Regions from separate parts of the Ovis aries genome. Here region 2 is linked to region 1. A link is a contact called in public Hi-C data. All regions are on one chromosome and are shown on one strand. Each heading gives the region's core, a stretch centred on a gene start, on an enhancer-like site or on the middle of the called end of the contact. The rest is flanking DNA. Distances are from core to core; before and after follow the strand shown.

The links. Hi-C and Micro-C count contacts between places; a contact is called where the count stands out from the background.
Region 2: a contact with region 1 is called in a Hi-C map of hypothalamus, with 5 times the contacts expected there. The contact joins the promoter of KCNB1 here to the enhancer-like site in region 1. A contact is called at or near these places in 9 of 16 Hi-C or Micro-C datasets (blood, hypothalamus, liver and 4 more).

What each region holds. Positions count from the first base shown.
Region 1 is chr13:77,422,496-77,429,667 of ARS-UI_Ramb_v3.0, forward strand. LOC132657581 (a long non-coding RNA gene) reads right to left here. Exons shown (of 2, transcript XR_009595981.1): 2 at 3,629-7,172. Among named protein-coding and RNA genes, the nearest start is that of ZNFX1, 53 kb to the left of the region's middle. Within about 2 kb of position 3,891, at least 2 of the 54 cell types and tissues checked have an H3K27ac peak or open chromatin away from gene starts, as enhancers often do. A contact at or near this core is called in hypothalamus, where this site is marked.
Region 2 is chr13:77,568,763-77,575,934 of ARS-UI_Ramb_v3.0, forward strand. It overlaps KCNB1 (potassium voltage-gated channel subfamily B member 1), which reads right to left and starts at 3,033. Exons shown (of 2, transcript XM_004014630.6): 1 at 2,285-3,033. The coding sequence starts at 2,851.

The DNA.
Region 1 (7,172 bases), core at 2,641-5,140:
CCCGGGGCCTCTCTGCTGCCTGAGAGGTGAAGGTGGGAGGGGGTGGGATCCTGTTTTCTGGCCAGGGCAGGCGGGCCCAGGAGGGTCCTGATCCCAGTGTCTGAGGAGAAGCAGCTCCTGCCATTCCCAGCTGTGTGACCTTGGGCAATTGCATGACCTCTCTGGACTTCAATTTCCTTGTCTGAAAATACAGATAATCAGAGGACCTCCCCATGGGGCAATGATGAAAGTGAAATGAGACTGTGCAAGCTGAAGATTTAGCATAGCTCTTGGCATCTAGGAAAGGGAGCTGGTTTGATGGCTGACTCGTCAGAATTCCCTTAAACACTATGTTTCGTTCCCCTCATGTTATAGGTGGGGAAACCGAGGCTCAAAGAGGCATTGTGACTTAGTCAAGGTCACACAGGATTTGGCTGTTACTCTCTCCCAAGCTCCTCCCACAAGGGCAGATGTCTTGGAAAGTATTTAGGATTACAATAGTAGCTAACATTTATTGAGCGCTTATATGTGCCAAGCATTATTCTGTATTCATCCATTCATTCATTCAACAAGTATTTGTTGAGCACTTACTATTAAGCACGTGTCAGGCAGTGTTTCGGGCACTGGGGAAATTCAGTGAGCAAAACAGCTGTGATCCCTTCTCTCATGGAGACAGATTCTGCTGTGAGGAGGCAGACATGAGGCAAGTAAGTCTGTAATTTGTCAGATAGGAGACAAGTGTCAGGGAAAGAAAGCACAATTGGGGAAATTCTGGGGATATTTATCATTATTAGTTTTTAAAGGAAGGTGACACATTTGAACAGAGACCTGAAGGCAGTGAGGGATGGAGCCATGGGGACGTATGGGGGAAGGGTATTTAGGCTGAAGGAACAGCAGGTGAAAAGGCCCTGAGGTGGGAGCATGCCACCATTGAGGCTGGTGTGGAATGAGCAAGGCGGAGTGGGGAGAGCCCAGAGTGAACACTTGCAGGATCCTCTTTCTCTGGAAGAGGAGACTGATTCACAGAGACGTGCCTGAGGTCACACACCTGCCAAGAGGCAGAATCAGGCTTTGAACCTATTGCCCAGTCTCCTGGGCCAAGTACTGAAGACAAGTCTAGACTGTTTTCCACTAGCGTGCTTTTCTAGTGCAGGGATTATCATCCTGCAGGAAGCAGAGCCCACTCTGGGGTCTGTCCAGGGAGCTCTTCTCCCGTTTCTAAGGATGTTAGTTTCCTGCCTTTTGAAACTGAGCAGCCCTGCTCGTTGTAAACCTAGAGCAGGGGAGGCTGATGCCAGATGGGGTGTTAGGGACAGATGTATCTGAACAAGAGGCATTGGGACTGCACAGATCCAGGTGCAAACCCCACTTCTGGTCCTGACAGTCCCCATCACTTGTACTGCAGGAAAGATCCTGAGATCTTTGCACAGCACCTGGCTCCTCATAGATGCTTACTAGTGGAAGCTGCTATTGTCATGTTTAACCTATAGAATGGGTATAATAATATGTACTTTGTGAAAATGAAATATAATAAATGTGGAAAACTTGGCACATAGTAGGTGTCAAGTAAATAAATGGCAGACAATAGGGATGTCCTCTCGACCAACCTTACTCCAGTCTCTACCCACCACCACTTACTCATCCTAGACCTGAAATTCTACCATTAGAGATTCATTTTGGGGGCTAGATACTTACTTATTAGAGCCTCAATTTACCTATCCATCTTTGAATAAGCATTGCTAGCCCTGAAACTCTGATTAATGCCAAACCTCTCTTTTTGGAAGCACATACTCCAGGAACATGGCACTTTGGTGAGGCTGAGATGAGGGTCCTAGGAACCCCTGCCTCTACCAGGCATCATGGGCTGGGATGGAGACCAGAGCCAGGGCTGTTCCAGATACAGGCATGTCTGCCTGCCCCCACCCCAGCCAGGCCAGGCCCACAGAACAGGTGGCGGAAGGTCTGACTGGGGCATGAGCTCACCAGGCAGGACTCAGCAGAGAAGGAGGAGCAAAGTGAGGATGGGGATGGACTGCCAGCCAGATTCTTTCCATGGGCAGCTGGCGAGGGTGGGCATGCAGAGGGCTGGGACCTGGGGAGGGTAAGCCTGCTGGTGGGGGAGTTCAGGAAGGTTTATTCAGCAGGAGAAGGGTCTCTGAGTTTGGGACAAGCAGAAGGACACCCACCATGGTCTTGCACCCACTGTGCGCTGTGTTCCAACAGGGTGCTTTGTCTGTGAGCTCTTATTCAAGCCTCACAAGCCCTTTGGCGACAAGGGACATTAGTTCTAGCTTATATTCTGAGCATAGCAATAATAATGGTAACTTCAAGTGCTGTCCTTTGTGAAGTGTCTATGAAGTGCCAGGCACTGTGCTTAGAAGCTTAGAACAGTGCCTCGCACAGAACACAATTTCACTATGCTATTACTGTTATTCTTTTGCATTTTTAAAGATGTGGATTATACCTACAGAGGCTTCCCTGGTGGCTCAGACAGTAAAGAATCTGCCTGCAATGCAGGAGACCCAGGTTCAATCCCTGGGTTGAAAAGATCCCTCGGAGAAGAAAATGGCAACCCACTCCATTGTTCTTGCCTGGAGAATTACATGGACATAGGAGCCCGGCGGGCTACAGTCCATGAGGCCGCAAAGTCAGACATGACTGAGCAACTAAAACTTTCGCTTTTCATACCTACAGAGAATTGGCTAAAATATATATGAACCAGTTTCATAAATGTTTGCAAAGAGGACACATCTGGGTAGTCAGCACCGAGGCATGGGATAGAATTTGGCTAGCCCCCCAGTCTCCCCAGAACCCCCCAACCACAGTCCCTCCCTCCCCGTAGAGAAGACCATCATCCTGATTTTATGGTGGTCCGTTGTACAGTTTACTTTATAGCTTTAGTCAACCTGGTGCAGATACCTAAACATAAGAGTTTAATCCCCTACCCCCAAGTCACATAAATGAAATGATACAGGAAGTACCTTTTAGAATTCAGTTTCTTTTGCTCAGAATGTGGCTTGCAAGGTCTATCTGAGTGACGGCCTTGTTGCCTTGGGTTGTTCGTTCTTGTGGCTGAAATGGTTCGTTATTATTGTCATGATTGCTTTTTCACTTTGCATCTCATCATACCCTCCCAACACTTCAGAGGGGCAGAGATTACGGTTCTGTGTGTGTTAGTTGCTCAGTCGTGTTTGACTCTTTGCGACCCCATGGACTCTAGCTGGCTCGGCTCCTCTGTCTATGGAATTCTCCAGTATCCACTAAGAATACTGGAGTCTCTTCCTGACCTAGGGATCAAACCCAGGTCTCCTGCATTGCAGGAAGTCTCTTTACCATCTGAGCCATGAGGGAAGCACTATGGTTACGTCTGCTACTCACCAAAGAGCCAGAAGCTCCTAGTAGCTGGGTCACGAGCTACCCCCACTCACATGCCGGAACCTTTGTTCTTAATTCCTCCACTCTGTTGCCTTCCAACAGGAGGGGAAGGGGGCACAGGGAGGCTAAGGATATGAGGGGATCACCTTGTCAGACTCTAAGAGTCCAGTCTGGATTGCCCAGGGTAGCCTCTAGGATCAGCCGTTCTTCGGCCAGTCTGAGGCCAACTTCTCCATCAGGCAAAGAATACGCATAGGACCCAGGGCCCATATACTTTTAGGCACCACAAAAATGCTTTAATTTGAACCTGTTAAAGTCAGAAGAAATAAAATGTAATAAAAATGAAGGTGTGATATGGAATCCAGCCCGGATTCTATTTATCATTATACAACGCAGTTGTAGATTTTGATTTGAAGTATTTCTGCATGGAGAAGGGGTCCCTGAAAGCCAATATCCCCGGTGCCCAGGAGAGTCATGTCGCCACTGAAACAGCCCCCTGTCTTGCAGGCACCAGCTGTTGCTGTGGCAAGCGGCCGGCAACCCCAGCTGCCAAGAGAGCTGGGAGAGACGCGGGCAGTTCCAAGACTGTTCCTCCCCCGAGGTTCACGGCTTTGTCTTCATCTAGCAGCCGTGACCCCATCTGTCCAAGCCCCTCTTTCCAAAGCCTCCTTGGGTGGCAGGGAAACCCTCAGGGCTTGGGAGGCGATAGGACGAAGGAGTGGGGAGAAATTAGCACATCTGAGACTGCAGGAACAAGCCTTGTCCTTACGCTGACACTGAAAATAGCTTTGTGTTTCCAGTGGGTGCCCGCTGAATCACAGCCTTACTGCCATCTCTCTCTGGTTCAGGGGTTCCCAAACTTCTTCTCCTAAATACGCTCTTCTCAAGGTTGCCCTATTTTCCTTACCCATACCCCCCATTTTTTTGACTCTCCATTTCATCTCTTTCTTTACTTAAATAAATTTATTTTAAAAGGAAGCTTATACTTACATGCGTGTGTTACTCAGTCGTGTCTGACACTAAGTGACTGCGTGGACTGTAGCCCGCTGGGCTCCTCTGTCCATGAGATTCTCCAGGCAAGAATACTAGAGTGGGTTGCCATTCCCTTTTCCAGGGGATCTTCCCGACTCAGGGGTGAATCTGGACCTCTTGCACTGCAGGCGGGCTCTTTACTCTGAGCCACCAGGGAGGCCCTATACTTACATTCTGTGTATAAAGAGGAATTTTTTTTAAAAATTGCAGCTAGAAATGAAAATAGATAATAATTGCAAACATTTATTAAGTACCTACAGTGTCCCACGCACTGTCCCGGCCTTTTACACATACTAACTCATTGTATCCTGAGTTAGATGCAGTTATTACCCCCATTTTGCATGTGGGGGAACTGAGGCACAGAGAGGTTAAGTTACTTGCCCCAGGACACACAGCCAATGAATGGCAGAGCGGGGATTTGAAACCCATGAGCTACACCAGCTGCTCAGATTTTCTGCCCTAGCAGGACATCAGCTCCACGAGGGCAAGGGTTTTGGTCTTCTCCCCTGCTGTGTCCGCTGTGGCTAGAATAGCGTCTGTCACACCATAACGCTTAATCCATGTTTACCGAATAAATGAACAGGTGAACAATCAGCTGCCATAATTAGAAGGCAATCAGAAAAACAAACACAACGGAAAGCAAACAAGTCTGGCGAGGCACTGCCCTTCCAGGAGCCGAATGGGAAGCCTGCTGTCTCCTTGTCCAAACGAGACACTAGCATGTGTGTGAGAGGAAGTGAGGGGGCCACGTGTTCCAGTGGAGACGAGGTCCTTGCCTAGTCTCCATTAGAGGAATCACAAGGGACTTGAAAGGGAGCAGTTTTTCTCCCCTTGGGAGTCAATTGTTATTAATATGTCCTTTAACACCTTTGCTGAGCTAGAATTCACATTATGCCATTCACTCAAAGTGTATAATTCAGTCTTTGTCGTATATTCAGACAATCGTCTAACCTGATCTAATTGTAGAACCCTTTTCATCCCCACAGAAGCCTCGTACCATCATCAGTTACCCTTCATTCATCAGGCCCTCCAGCCCTAAGCAACCACGAGTCTACTTTCTATTTCCGTGGATTTGCCTGTTCTGGACATTTCATATAAATGGAATCCTACAAATGGCCTTTCGCGGCCGGCTTCTTTCACATAGCAGAATGTTTTCAAAGTTCGTCCATCTTCTAGTCAATTATTTCCTGCCCTGTCCTGCGTTCGTGTAAAACCATCTCTGACGAATCCCTTACTTCAGGTGCATAAAGAACTGTGGATGAGTCCTGGCTTCCTGCTCCTCCTCTAGCAAGGGTGCTGGCTTGGTTCTCCCAGCGTTTAGACCCAGGAGCTCCGAGGATGGAGTTGGGGGAGGGGTGTATCTTTCCACTGCCCTCTGGTCTGGGCAGGGACTGGCCCACATGTTCCTGCTACTCAACCGTCTTTCCTAAATCAGGACTCTGGGCACTCCTGGGAATCACTGTCTGCCCCCACCAGCTCTGGGAGTGTCAGTGAGTCACTGACAAGCATTTCAGCAGCACCTGTGTGTGTCCGTCTGGGGTGAGGAGCCAGGGTGATGGAGGGGAAAGAGATGCTGACCGGTCAGGCAGTTCACACTGAGGTCAGGTTCCCTAATAGCAGGCTTTCTCTGCCTCTGCCCCTACGCTTGTTTGGGCCACGGGAGGTCGTTTTATTTGGAAATTTTCTTTTGTGTGTTTGTTGTTGTTCAGCCGCTCATTCGACCCCATGGACTGCAGCACGCCAGGCCTCCCTGGCCTTCATCATCTCCCAGAATTTGCTCAAACTCATGTCCATCCAGTTGGTGATGCCATCCAGCCATTTCATCCTCTGTTGTCCCCTTCTCCTGCCCTCAGTCTTTCCCAGCATCAGGGTCCTTTCCAATTAGTTGGCTCTTTGTATCAGGTGACCAAAGTATTGAAGCTTCAGCTTTAGCATCAGTCCTTCCCATGAATATTCAGAGTTGATTTCCTTTGAAATTGACTCGTTTGATCCCCTTGCAGTCCAAGGGACTCTCAGGAGTCTTCTCCAGCACCACAGTTCGAAATCATCAATTCTTTGGCCCTCAGCCTTCTTTATAGTTCAACTCTCACATCCATACATGACTTCTGGAAAAACCAGAGCTTTGCCTATATGGACATTTGTTGGCAAAGTAATGTCTCTGCTTTTTAATATGCTGTGTAGGTTTGTCATAGCTTTTCTTCCAAGGAGCGTCTTTTAATTTCGTGGCTGCAGTGTTTAGCTGCTGTCTTCCTGAGCAGGCTCAGTGTCTGAGATGCCTGGGCTCCGTAGTATAAATGTTCTGGAGTCCTTCATAGATACTGTTGAAAAACCAACCCTTAAGTAGTGATACCTCTTTTAACTTTCTGGGATTCTGGGAGGTGGATGATCTTTCTTCCTTTTATAGAAGGGGAAACTGAGGCTCAGGAAAGTCAGGTGACCTGTACAAGGCCTCATTGTTAGGAAAAGTTGGAGCTGGAGTTTGAACTGGATGCCAAAGCCTGTGCTCTTGACTGAACAAGAAGTTAGAGGCTGTGGTGGGGACACTGGGGGACGGGTGCTGTGAAAGGGGATGTTTCCCTTGGGCACACCTTTGGAGTAGGTGCCCATGTCACTGAACTAGCTTCGTTTTGCCCACACACAGCAGGCCACGATGCTGAGACATCTAAGCGTGCACGAAGCACAAAGACGACGCCAGCCTCAGATCTGCCTCCTGCAAGGCCAGGAGCTTTGGAGTATTTATGGGATAAAGAATAAAGTGGGAGGGGGCTCTGAGCATGGGGAGGGTG
Region 2 (7,172 bases), core at 1,783-4,282, 150 kb after region 1:
GAATGGGGAATGGATTGCAGGAGGCAAAGGTGGAAGCAGGGGGACTGGGAAGGAGACTATGGCACTTAATCACTGTGGAAAGAAGAGCAATTCAAAATCACACTTGAGTGTGAATTTCTGGCTACTCCCATTTGCCTGCTGTGTGACCTTAGGCAAGTTACTTAATCTCTCTGATCTTCCCTCTCTTTGAAAGGTAGGATATAATAATAGGGAACTGGTACAAGGCTAAATGTGTTGTCCATATACAGTGGATATGTGATCAATGGCAGGATTTCTATGCTGAGGGCCAATGAGCCTGCCTGCCACACCATTTCAGCCTCAGCTGCAAACATCCTAGACCATCCATCTGCCAGGACTAGCCAGCAGCCCCAGCCCAGGATCACAGAGAGGTCATGAAACTCGTCCCTGTGATCGGATTAACCCAAGGGAGCGATGAAGCTGTTTATTCCCAACCAACACCTTTTACAAGCCTTAGCCACTGCCTAGCTGCCAGGCACCAACCCAAACAGAGCCCTTTGCCTACTTCTTCTGGGAAACGGGCCCTCCCCTGCTCTGCCCCTCACTCTCTTGTCTTAGGGACAGAACAGAGAGGAGGGAGTCATATCTGGGTCTAAACCAGGTGTGGAAGGGAGAAACCTGGTCAGGCCTGGAAATAGCAAAATAAGTCTGCTGATCCTAAGCTGGTTAAGGGTGAGTGACTATGTCTTAAGACAGAGGCTTTTTGGACACGAAACCTGGGGCAGGATTATGGCCAGAGGCAGCCTGCAAAGAGGAGACGGGCCTAGGAATCTCTGCGTCCTCTTTAGGGTGGACAGGAAAAAGAGAAAACCTCTCTCCGTGCTCCAACAAGCCACTCAGTCCTACATTCACACTCTTAAAGGCTTCTCCTTGGGCAGCCAGATCTGGAGAGAGGGCCTCCTCAGAACCCCCTCTAGACCTGGCCCTCCACATGGGCCTTCAGTGAGGGGCCAGTTGAGCCAGGGGCACCCACAATGAGAGGGCAGGACAGGCCTCTGGACAGTAGGCTGGCCAGGAGGCAGCCTGAGCTCACACCTCATGGCTGGTATGCAGATCTCCTTCCCTCTTTTTCTTTTTGCCATGAATACATTTACCTGTTCTTCCCCTGTCTTATTGGCCCTGCTCTCCAGGAACAAGTTATGTTCAACGTATCTTTCCCAGCTCGGTCCTCCTGGGTTCTGACCTTAACGCCCCTCTTTTCTGGCCCCCTCTGGGCCCCGCAGGGCCTCTTTTGTGGCACTCCACACAGTGTGTTGTCATTTCCTTGCAACCTCCAGCACCTTGGCCACGTGAAGATAGGCCCCCATCTCTCTGAGGCATCCCCGAGTCCCAGCCTAACACAGACAAGTTGCTCATCAGCAAATGACCTCCTGCCCTGCTCTGGCTCGCACCCCAAGCCTTCATCCCTTACAGCCCCCATTTTTTTTTAACCTGGCAGCACATAGTTCTATCCATTGTGATGAGACCCATTCCTGCCTCTTTCTCCTGCTTTCTCTTTTTCACATTGCCTCATTTTTTCTCCCCTATTTCAAAATTTACATCTTCTTCCGATAGCCAAAGCATCTTTAGCAGCTGCATCAAGCATTCTGGGAATCAATTCACCAAATAAATGAAGACAGAGCAAACCAGGGGTGATCCTTCGCCCACAGGCATCCATAACCAGCTGCATGCATCATGCACACACATACCCATCCCTCAGAGTCCCTTTGCCTCATTTTTCTCACTTATGTTAAAACTGCCTCACAGTATCTCAGTGTCCTCCAAGTAGGTCTGTAAGCTGCTTCATTCCCTCCTTGGAGCAAAGTGGGGTTATAAATATAGGGATAAGTATTAAAATTGCAGTGTGACTCTCCTCTAGCCTGGGTCTAGGCATCCACAAGGGAGCATTATGTAGAACAGACCTAACCCAACTCTACTCCATCTCGAGGCTTTATTGTCCCTCTGTGCCCCGTTATTTGCAGTGTCCATTCTTTTGATGTGGGTTTTCGTAAGTCTCCACAAAGCCTTTTCTCCAGCAAAGCTGGGGTATAAAGTATTGAATAATAAAAGGATGAGGTGGCCAGAGCCATACAGGAACGAACAGTCTGAAGGGGTTGTTGGTTCTCACCTCTGAGGTCTCAGCCACAGCCCTTTCTCTTTCCTGGTCTTCATATTTGTGGGAACTAAGCCACAGTCCCTCAACCGTGGTCCTCGATCTGGACACACAGGCGGAACCAACCCCCCCTCCTCCCGCCCCAGCCCAGCACCGCCCGGATTTCACGCTCACCTTGGCGGCCACAGAGGAATTGGGCTTCTCCAGTAAGTCCCAGAGTTTCTTCCTCTTCTCCGCGCAGCACGTGTTATCGAACTCCTCGCCCTCCCGCTCGCGGAGAGTCTCTGCCTCGCGCTTGAGCTCCTCGTTCATCTGCTCTTTCTTCTGGTGGTAGCGGGCCTGGCAGCAGGACTCCAGGTAGATTTCGTCGATGCCCCAGTAGTCCAGCTCTTGGCTGAAGCTGAGTGCGCACATCTCCTCCATCATGTGCAGCCGCCCGGTGCGGTAAAAGTTGAGGATGGAGGTGAAGGCGCCCGGATGGCGGTCGAAGAAGTACTCGTTGTCGTCGAGGCTGTAGTCGTCGCACACCTCCAGCAGCGAGTCGTGCGTGTTGCAGTCGCGGAGCTTGCCCAGCCGCGTGCGGGGCAGGCGGTCCAGGGTGCGCCAGAGCACCTCGTGTGCCAGCCCACCGACGTTGAGGCGGACGCGCCTCGAGCACGCCTTGCTGCGCACGATCTCCATGGGCTCGGGTGGCAGCGAGCTAGTGGAGCGGGAGCCATGCTTCGTCATGCCCGCCGGCATCGCTGGTCCGGCCGCCCCCGCCCCCCCTGCCCCCCCAGGCCGCTGTCACTGGACGGCGAGGCCAGCCGCCGCGGGGGAGGGGGGCAGGGAGCGCTTTGGGCTGCTGGGGGTGCAGGGGGCCGCGCGGGCGCGCGTCACGGCCGTCTTCTCACCTCCATCCCGACGGCTGCGAGGCAGAAAGCGGACGCAGGTCAGCGGACGAGGAGCTGTGCGCGGCCCCTCCCCACCTCTCCACCCCGGCCCCTGCCGGCCTTGACCTTCCCCGCGCTTAAGCGGCTCAGGGCCGCAGCCGGGCTGGGCGCTGTCCCTCCCGCCGGTGCTGAAGTCCGCCCCACCCCGTGGCTGGAGGGAGGGGCCGCCCTCCGGAGCGGGGAGAGGGCCCCCAAGAGGCGCCGGGGGGACCCGGGAGGCCCCACCCCGGGCCTTCCGCCGCCCTGGCTCTGTTCTGCCGCCTGGGGCGCTGTCCGCCCCGTCGAGTGCTGAAACTCGCTTTTCTGTGGGTCTCCCCGTCGAGGGCCGCACCTGGCCCCGCCATGCGGAGAGGAGGGCAGCTGAATGAAAAAACTTTTTTTCTTTTTTCAAAAAAATACTTATCTTTTCCTTCCCCTGCTCCGAGATAATTAGGATTTGAAGGCTGGGGCGGGGGGGGAGGCGGCGGGGCGGTGACAGGGGGATTGCTTTTTCTAAACCTTTAAATATTTGGGGGAATTCTGGAGCGTTTCAGGTGCCCACCTGTCGGTCACAACAGACCGGATAGTCACGACAGCCCCACTGTCCTGGAGCGACCCCTCTCCCCAAGCCACACGGGAGCACCTCTTGAGGTCTCTCCGGAGACGAGGTGAACACTGAAGACGCAAAGCCAAGCTCTGCGCCGGGTCCTGCCCCTCCCTCCGCGCCCCCTGCCCCACGGCGGGGGCTGGCCCACAAAGTCGGGGGGACCCACCTGGCCCGTCCTCCCCTAGCTCCTTCCCCGCCCCCTTCTCCTTCTCCTCCACCTCCTCCTCCTGCTCGCTCCTTTCCTGCGATGGCTTTTTATAACTCCGGGTTCTGCGCCTTTCCCGGGGCTTGGAAGGGAAGGGGTGGGGGAGGTGGGAGGCGGGGAAAGGAGCTGAATTTTCTGGCCTTTTCAAAACGAGCCCTCCTCCCTCCGCGCACTGGTGATCTCAGGGTTCCTCTGAGCCCCTAGGCATGTGAAGCTCACGCCCTACCCCCTCACCCAAGAATGAGGATCGCGCGTCTCCCCCTAGCCCCGGCTCTTGCCCCCCCATCCCTCCCCCCACCGCCCAGCCTGAAACCGCGGAGCCTGGGTAGACCAACAGGCCGAACCGAGACAAGCGAGCCCCATCTCCTGGGACCCCTGCGTCCCCGCCGCGCGCCCCAACACTCACCCCCAGGGTGGCCGCCTCCCAGGGCCAGGGACCGCGCATTGCCGCGGTCGCCCGGGCGCCCCCGCCCGTGGGCAGCGGCGGACCCGGGGCCGGGCTGGGCCCGGCCTACGCCGGCCGGGCAGGCGACGCGCCGAAGCTGCAAGGCGCTGCGGGGCCGGAGCGCACTCTCCGAGGCTGGGGGCGCGGGCGGGCGCTGGGCGCGCGGGCGGGCGCTGGGCGCGCGGGTGGCAGGACTGAGGTCGGGCGGCGCCTCGCGATCCACCTCCTCCTCCTCTGCTCCCGCGGCAGCGGTGGCGGCTGCTTGGGCGAGATCAACAAGTCGGGGCTGAGCTTGGCTCCGCGCTCGCTGCGATTCTGTCCCGCACTTCTGAGTGCCCGGAGTCGGGCACCGAGGCGGGACGGCGCCACCTGCGGGTTGGAAGCGTGCGCGCCGCTTAACTCCTGCCTGCCCGGCCCGGCCGGTTGGTGAGGCTGGGGGCGGGTTACGGATTTGGGCAATGGATGTGCCCCTAAAGACTGCCTGCCTCTCAATTCCACCTTCCTTCATCCAGTCATCAGTGTGGCTTGAGTGCCTACTCTATGCAAGGTCCTGAGATAAGCGTCTGACATAGAGCTGTAAACCAAACGCAAACATCCAGCCCTTGTGGAGCTGGTTGGAAGCATATCAAAACCAAGAAAGTCAAAGAATATGTCAGAGGAAAGGGAATGGGGGATGGGGGGTGAGGAGGGAGGGGAGATGGAGTGAGTGGGGAGAATTGCAATTTTAAATAGCCCTTGGTTTCATACGCTTTCGTTCTAGACTCTAAACTCTAATTCTAGAAATGAATTCTAGATTCTAGTGGGGGAAGGTGAGCAATGAGTATATTAACAAATAAATATCCAGCGTGGCAGCTGGTGGTAACTGCTAAGAAGAGAAATAAAGCAAGGTGGTGGGAAGAGAGAGTGAGGGGTAAGCTAGCTTATAAACCTTGGTGATTCATTCATTCATGTTACTTTGGACAATTGGTTTTGAGAGCTTCTTGTGTGCCGGGTCCTATGCCAGGCTCAGCAAGGAATATGTCCTTCCCTGGAGCTCCCTGTCCAGTGGGGGAGAATGGATGGATCAAATAATCTCCAGAAATGAATAAAAGTGTTGAATAACTTACCTAGAGAAGTGAGCAAGGCCGCCCTAAGGATGCCACAGTTGGGCCCCCATGTTTACTCTTTTCTTTTGCTTAAAGATTTTTAAAATGTGGACCATTTAAAAAGTCTTTATTGAATTTGTTGCAGTATTGCTTCTGCTTTATGTTTTTTGGCCGTGAGGGATATGGAATCTTAGCTCCCAGGGCGCGGATGGAACCTGCACTCCCTGTACTGGAAGGCGAAGTCGTAACCAGTTGACTGCCAGGGAAATCCCCACTTGTCTGCTCTTTCAAATACATATCTCCTGCCTGGTAAGCAAATGGATGCTGCCGACACAGCAGTGAGCCCCTTGCGCTGGAGCAAAAACTGAACAAGCCACAGTGCCCTAAGGCACAGTCCCCCCCACCACCCAGACCCTTTCCTTCATTTCTAAAGTTAAGATTCATTTTCACATAGTTGCACATAATATTATTATATATTTTAATCGGTTCATTTCTCGTCATCTCCATTATCATGATCCGTGTCCCAGATGCCATCCTCTTGTAGGTAGAGGCCGCAGATGCGGTTAAACATCCTCCAGTGCCCAGGTCAGAGCCCCACAATAAAGAATTCTGCAGCCCTGAATGTCAATAGTGTAAAGGTCGATAAACCTTAGATCAATTTAATAGAAGGCAAAGGTATTTCCCAGTCTGAAAATTTTATTCTCTCAGCCAGTAATTAATGAGCACCTACTACGTTATGTGCCAGGTTAACAGGCTTCCCTGGTGGCTCGGTGGTAAGGAATCTGTCTGTCAACGCAGGAGGCGTGGGTTTGATCCCTGGGTAGGGAAGATCCCCTGGAGAAAGAAATGGCAACCCACTCCAGTATTCTTGCCTAGAAAATCCCATGGATGGAGAAGCCTGGCAGACTACACTTCAAGGGGTCACAAAGAGTCAGACACAACTTAATGACTAAACAGCAACTACTCTAAACACTGGAGATACAGTGAGACTAAATCAGGCAGGCTCTATACTCACAGGTTTTTATTCTAGTGGGGGATACAGTTAATGAACAAGTGAATGAATAAGCCAGATTATTTGAATAGTGAGAAATGCGGTGAAGAAAAAGAAGTGAGAGGAAGTGAGAGAGAGCATGACTGGAAGAGGCATCAGCAAATTTAGATAGGGTGATAAGGCAGGGAGGGCTTCCTGGAGGAGGTGATATATCTAAGGTGAGAACCTGAGGGCAGGGAGAAGACAACCATGTGAAGTTCTAGGGAAGGAGGCACAAGCAGGGGAAACAGAAAGAGCAAAAGTCCTAAAGTAGAAATGAATTTGGGAAAAGAGGTTAGAGAGGTGGATGGGATCAGGCCAGGCAGATCTCTGTTGGAATTTTATTCTCAAGGTTAAGGAATGAGTTTGGCCTTTTTCTTAAACGTAAGGGGAAGCCATGATAGAGTTTTAAGCAGAGAAGATCCATGTGCTGCTATATATTTTGTGGTGATTCTTCTAGCTGCTGTGTGCTTTACAGAATTTGGGGGACAAAAGGTAGCAGCAGGAAGACACATCATGAGGCTTCCACAATTGTCCAGGTCAAAGATAATGCAGTTTGGACTGAGATGGTGGCAGTGGGAATGGCCGGGCAATTTCACAGTCACAGGGCTCTGACAAGGGAGAGTCCTCTGCAAGCCCAAGGCTAGAAATTCCATGTCATTCAGATTCATCACTCCCAGTGGCCTGACTCCTGCAAAGTTCTTACTCTGGCTCCAGATTCAATAGCTGTGAAAAGAAGAGAGGTGAAAAGCAAAGGAGAAAAGCAAAGATATAAGCAT